Regions from separate parts of the Mus musculus genome. Here region 1 is linked to region 2. The links are chromatin contacts, called in public promoter capture Hi-C maps. All regions are on one chromosome and are shown on one strand. The core of a region is the stretch at or near the end of the contact, and the rest is flanking DNA. Distances in the headings are between cores, read along the strand shown. Region 1 holds the start of Hdac11 (histone deacetylase 11). Region 2 holds the start of Mgll (monoglyceride lipase).

Region 1 (3,211 bases), core at 286-2,785, 2.4 Mb before region 2:
ATCTATACGCAGGTCCAGGCAGGGGCTCCCTCCCACAGCCTCCCATGGCCTCCGACACCTCCAGACTCAGCCACGGTGCCCAAGGAGCCTGCCCTGTGGTCCTGCCTCCCGTCCTTCCTCATCCTCAGAGGCGCAGGAGTAAGAGGGGCTGGCGCTCACTCCCAGCTGAGGGGGATGAAGAACCCTTCTGTTGTGCCACTGAAAGAGGCAGGAGCCCAGATGGGGGCAGAGGGCACCAGCAGGAAACCATTTGTGCAGTCAACAGACGTGCAAGGCTAGCATCCCAGCCTTATACCAACACCACACATCACCTGTGTGCTTTCTAGTCCATGACTTCCTTTGGATGTTCAGGCAGGTCCCTACAGCGGAGGGGGAAGCTGTACCACCTGCCGTAGATAGGAGGTCCCCCGAGGAATGAAAACAAACCCAACAGAAACAGCTATGTTATTAATGTCTAATTTGATCCTATTTTTTGCACGATGCAGACCTGGGAGCTTGCTCTAGATTTTTAGGAAGGGAGATAGGGATCTAACTGGAGGGAATACAAGACAGGTCCCATCTTGCTTAGTAGCCTGCCTGGAAAGACCCTTTAACAGCAAGGCAGAAGGCAGTAGGCAGTCTGGGGGCTGAAATCAGGTAAGGATGGAATGAACACAGGGATGGAGGAGGCAGATGTAGGTCTGAGGGGGTGATGAGGATAGGGAGAAGGAAAAAATGGAGAAGGTCGATGCAGGTCTGAGGAGGTAGTATGGATAGGGAAATGGAGGAGACACGTGCTAGTCTGGGGGGGGGGGCGGCTCTTACCTTTCAGGAAGTTGATCACCTTGCCCCATTTCCCAGCATCAAAGGGGTGCAGCTTCTCCAGGCCCATGAAGGTGATGTTGTAACGTGGTGAGTACACGATGGGCCAGCGTTTCTCTGGTACATGCTGGTACAGCTGTGTTGCGTGAGGCCTTCAACGTGCAAAAGAGACACACATATGGACAACAGCCTCCTTGTGGAAAGCAGTGTTCCCCTCCCCACTCACACCAGGTCACTTAACAACCAACAGGAATGAAAACAGCTCCTTCCTGAACCCTGGCTGGCTTTGATTAAATCAGCTTCCAACACAGTCCTAACAGCGGCTCTGGGGACCAGGTGTGCCCAAGGTCACATGCCAGTGCCAGGTGTATTCAGGAGTACTGGTGCCAAGGCCCAAGGCCTGCACGGGGGAAGGCGGGGTGTATGGTGTAGGGGCTGGAATGTGGCTGTCTCACGAGTTAGCTCACACATCTGTGAAGCTGGGAACAAAATGCGCTGGGGCGGGGGGAGGGGAGGTGAGTAGACCGCGACTGCAGGAGGCTGTGCCCTCCTCGCAGCCCTGCAGCCCACCGCGGTGCCCTGCAAAGGGGAGAACCACCGTTCGTCCGCACGGTCACCCAGCCCGCCCCCAGCTGTCCCGCCGTGCCCATGGGAATCCCCAGAACCCATGCTTGGCCCCACGCGCGACCCCGCACACTCACATCCCGCAGCCGGCCCTGCCTGCTCTGGACGCCACTCCGCACCGGGAGGGGTGGGAGGGGTGCAAGAGGCAGGGCCTACGCAGAACACACGCCTCCATGGCGCTGGGAGCTGGAGGTGGAGCTCTGGCCTGCAGCTGCGTCACAGACGACCGGACCGGCGCCGGCCAAGGAGAAGCACCCAATGGAGTGCCGCCTGGAGGGCGTGGTCATGCGCAGCTCCGCCCGCATTCCCAGGGTAGAAATAATCAGACACTTGGTTAGGTGATGTGACCACGGGCTTCTCTGCACTATGTGGTGGTCTGTTCTGGGCATACCAGCCCAGCTATATGTTCTTTCCTGCGGTGCATCCCTGCATTCCTGTACCATCTGTGGCTATTTCACCATGGTATAAACAGTCCCCCACTTATAAAATGCCTTGAACCTGTTTCCCTATTGTAGAACAGGTCTGGTGATCCTATTTTTAGGGTCCAGTCGTGAATATCTGAACGTATCTCCTGTCTCCATTCCCCCTACACCCTGACCCTGGAAGCTGACCGACAGCTGGGGCCCCAACAATGGAGGCCAGAAGAAGAGACAATAGGCCCCTGTTGACCCAGCTGTCTTCATCAACCAAACAGAAGCAGCTGACCAGAGAAGCAGCCAGGAACTAATATGGCAGCTGGGAGCCCAGGGGCCACAGGGTCATGTGAAGGGAATGGGCAACGTTTTTTTTTTTTTTGTTGTTGTTGTTTTGTTTTGTTAGGGCATGAGGTAGCATGTCACAGTGAAGATCAAAAGTCAGCTCTGGTCAGACAAGTTTTTCCCTCCACCTTTGTGTAGGTTCTAAGGATTGAACTCGAACTCTCTGGCATGAACACCAACAATATGTATCTGCCAGCCAAGTCTGATCGTTGTCTGACAGTTTGGAAGAATGCCTCTGATGTGCCTACTGCTAGGTAATTTTCAGAAAACAGGACATAAATTCTGAAAGATGCTGAGAAAAACTGCCCCTAGGAGTGTGAGCTCAGTCAGGAGTTACTGCCCCAGCCATGGGTAGTGGGGCTGACCCAGAGGAGACACTGCCTTCAGTTCAGAGGACAAAAGGCAATTTCTTGTTCTTAGTGGTTTGGGAGCGTTCCCATATCATGTGGCCTAGCCTATGTGTTAGGAGTTACAGACTTTGAACCATCGTAGATAAGACAGTGGCATTATGATTTAAAGTTGCTATAGACTTGGGCAGTTAGAAGAAATAGCATTTGCTTATTACAAACCGGGAGGGGAGTCTTCCTGATTCCTTTGGTATAATGAAGTTTGAGCCTATATTCAGCCCAGCCTGGGCTATCTGCCAGCACCCTGGTCTTGGAAGGTTGAATCTGTTTGCTGGGCTTTCAGCGCTAGGAGATGATGTTGACTGTGTACCTTCTGGGGAAGCTGAGAGACTCCAAAGATAACATCAGCTCTTACTGAGTGCCTGTCATTAAGACAGAGCTAAGCCAGTCCCCAGAGCCTCATTCACAATGAACTCTAAACACCCTGGAAGGCAAGTTTTATACAAGAGAAACTGAGGCAGAAAGGAAGAAAGAAAGAAAGAAAGAAAGAAAGAAAGAAAGAAAGAAAGGAAGGAAGGTGAAATCACTTGCCCAAATATTAGGGGTGTGAATAAGTGTGCAAAACTTAGGACAAAAACACACAGAGAGACACAAACATATTAGACTGCCAGAGAGGCTGGT
Region 2 (3,331 bases), core at 127-2,626:
CCAGGTGAGGCAGGTCCTGGTAGGGAACATTCTGTGGAGTTCGCCTGGGTGAACTTGCCTCAGGCATCCTGCAGGGGTCTTTAGGCCCTTGGAAGAAAGGTGGACATATTCTAAAGTCAGAAATACACTTATGTCCATATGGGAGGAAAGAAAGCCTTTTTTGAGTCAGGACTGTGGCTGTGGCTTCTTTTCTAGGCAATTAAACAAAAAACAAAAAACAAAAAACAAAACAAACAAACAAAAAAAACCCCACCAAACCCCAATTTGATATATATATTTTAAAATTACATACATCTCTTGCAAACCCCTTCAAGATTGAAAAGTCCTGTTTGTCCTTAAGAAAATGCTCACTTTATTTTTTTAAAGTGCCTCAGTATAGCCCCCCTCCCATCTGTGTTTATTTTAAATCATCTCAGGAAACTTCATCTTAAAGACTATTTTAGCTGTAATCAAGCGGAAATTACAGTCAGTTCCGTGGGTACAAAGCCCCAGCTGCAAGGACCCATCTCTCCTAAAATCTCCACTGTGCGGGTTTCAGGGGGCATAATAAGTAGGTGACGCGCCCCAAGCGATTTTTCCCTTCTGAATGCCAAAGATGCCATGACAAACCTGTTTCCATTAGTCTTGGCTTTTGCATTCCACTACCGCCACAGCCTCGAGTATCAGCGCCAGGCAAACGAGGGCTGTTCCCTCATCGCGGCCGCAGGGCAGCACCACGGGGTCCGCGCCCTCCCCGCCTGGGCTGCAGGGGTGCGAGTTGCTCCCTCCTGCTGCTCCAGCTCTAGCTCATGTCGCCACTTTTCCAGAACACACCCCTGAAGGGGTTCCGGGAGCGAGGGACAGCCGGTCCCCAGCCCGGAGCTGCTGCGAGACGCGCTCCGCGGCACCGCGCATTCGCGCAGATGCGGGTCCCCGAGCAAAGTCACCCCGATTCTCCGACAAACTTTGCCTCTTGCCCGCCCGCGACCGCTTAGGGAAGGAAACCTCGCGGCTGTCATCGGCACGCCACACAGGACGTGGACCTGGCCGTTGTTCCCACACCGGTCTGGGAAGATGCAGTTGACGGGCACAAGTCTGTTTGGGGGTTGGTGCGAGGGCGCGAGGGGCGCGTTCACGCGCACACGCTGACACGCGCGCACACTCGTGCGCACGCACACGCGCGCAGGGGACCCCTGGCGGCGGCTCCTATCCTGAGGCAGGGGCGGGAGGCAGTTACCCGGGCCACGAGCGCCGCTGTCACGTTCCCCGAGCACCACGCGGGTCCGGGTCTGCGGCGGGCTAGAGCCAGACTACTGCGCGCGGCCGGCTGCGCAGCGATAGGGCGCGGCGTCTGCGCCGCCACTTTATCCCCAGCCGCTCGGCGGCGGGGGCGGCCCGCTGGGTGGGGACGCGCGGGGAGGCGGCGCCGGGGCCCCACGTGTGCCCGGCCCCCGGGGAGGAGCGGGGCATCGCCCGCCGACCTGCCTCGCGCTTTTCCTGGCCGCGTGGGGGACCTTCACGGGGCACTGAACCGAATTATGGGGCCCTTCCAGCCCATGCGCACAGTCGAGAACACAGACCCTCACACTGGTCCCCGGAGCAGAAACACGCTCACTAGAACTGCATGCACATGTTTACAGTTGCACACGTGCGAGACCCACATTCAGATAGCACAGGTGTAGGCACACCCACAAGGACACATCCTCAGGACCCTTCCCCAGATACAAACTACACACAGAGGTACAAGTGAATGTCACAGTTACTACATGAATACAAACACACAGCATGGACGCACACGCCCTAGACACCATGCACACAGATAAAAACAACACACCACACACACAGTGAGTGTCAGCGCAGAAACCACAGCTCTCATCTTACAGGGGAAAAGATTATTCTGGAGCCATTTTGAATGACCATGAGCTGGAAACACAGATTTAAGTTACCCCTAATTCCATGTTCCTATGTGAAAGCAGTTTCGGGAAGTTTTTTGGGTTTTTTTGGTTTTTGTTTTGTTTTGTTTTGTTTTTAAAATAGTTTTACAGAACAGATAAAGCCGTATATCAAGGCAAGTTTAAAATACATTGGTGGGTACAACAGAGAGTCAGGTAACAGTGAAATGGGAAAGTGTTCCTATAGGCTCAAAATGCTATCTGATAGCATTGCTAACTTTTGGATTTGTAGAAGCTAACTATCGTGTTAAATCAATAGTTAAACAGTGTTCATCTATTGCCTCAAGAAGTTAGTTCTAACAAAGAGGGGCAAGAAAGAAATGGCTGTTCCTGAGGGCCCGAACTTAGCCCAAAATAAAGTAATTTGCCTCTGGACCTGGAACATTCCAACCTCTCCATAGTACTGAAACTTTAATCAGCCAGCTAATCTCAGCAGACACAGCTTCCCTTTAGTTTTCCGCCTCAGCAGCAGAAGTAGCTCCTTTCCCCATGTTTTTGTTCACAACAGAGAAAAACAACACACCATATACACCCAGAGAGCTAAAGATGCGTGACATTCACGCACAAGCGCTTAGAGCTCTGAGAAGGAAGCAGACATACTGCAAGCAAACACACACACACACACACACACACACACTGCATGAAACCATTTCCCCTAGGTGCCCCAGGATCCAGGTCCCACTAGCACAGCTGCCTATGTGGCTGTGGAGTCTGGAATCCAGCACTAAATTTACAGCCTGTCCACTGTGTCCTATGCCTGCCACCTGTGAGTGACAGCTGCAGAGGAAGGATGACCCCAACCCACACCCATCTCCTCAGGCTTTCCAGGGCTTTCTTCTTGGCCAACCACTTTGCAAAATAGCAGGGTTGAATAGTATCATTGTCAGGGCAGCACAGTGGTAGTGTCCACCTAAGGTGAGGCTGCAATCTAACTTGACTTGAATGGTAAAAGGGGTCTCTGAAAGACAGATTGGTTGCAGGCCATGCAGAAGGACCTAGCTCACCCTCTGCCTTAGGCAGGTCTCCAGGGCTTGGACACAGAAGGAGTGGCTAAATGACTTCTTGGAGTTGATTTTGTATTTCCTGGCAGGTCAGGATTAGGGTAAGCAAGCTCAGGCGAAGGACTGGGAGCCTGTTCTCAAAGCTGGACTGGGCCTTAACAGTATCCTTACTATTCACTTCAGCTGTGGTTTACTGAGAGCAAGGGTAGCAGGGTCCTGAAGCCACGGGTTTGAATGTTCCTAGCACTGGTGTTTTGTGACTTTCAATGGTTTGAGAGTTTTGAGAAGAACGGTCCCTTGAGCTGTCAACAGAGTCTCCCCTGAATCTAGAGTTGCTCCCGCTTGATCAGAGAGAGAGTTAAGAGAGTAGAGCCTTGTGTGATTCCTGTAGTCTGGCTC

Evidence for each region. Promoter capture Hi-C pulls out the DNA fragments that hold promoters and counts their contacts.
Region 1: a contact with region 2 is called in a promoter capture Hi-C map of cranial neural crest. The contact joins the promoter of Hdac11 here to the promoter of Mgll in region 2. A contact is called at or near these places in 2 of 39 promoter capture datasets (cranial neural crest and liver).

The regions. Positions count from the first base shown.
Region 1 is chr6:91,155,139-91,158,349 of GRCm38.p6, reverse strand. Hdac11 (histone deacetylase 11) reads right to left here and starts at 1,535. Exons shown (of 10, transcript NM_144919.2): 1 at 1,503-1,535; 2 at 805-953. The coding sequence starts at 1,504.
Region 2 is chr6:88,722,457-88,725,787 of GRCm38.p6, reverse strand. Mgll (monoglyceride lipase) reads right to left here and starts at 1,376. Exons shown (of 8, transcript NM_011844.4): 1 at 1,217-1,376; 2 at 1-87. The coding sequence starts at 67. The region is part of intron 2 of Gm26588 (a long non-coding RNA gene); the gene reads left to right.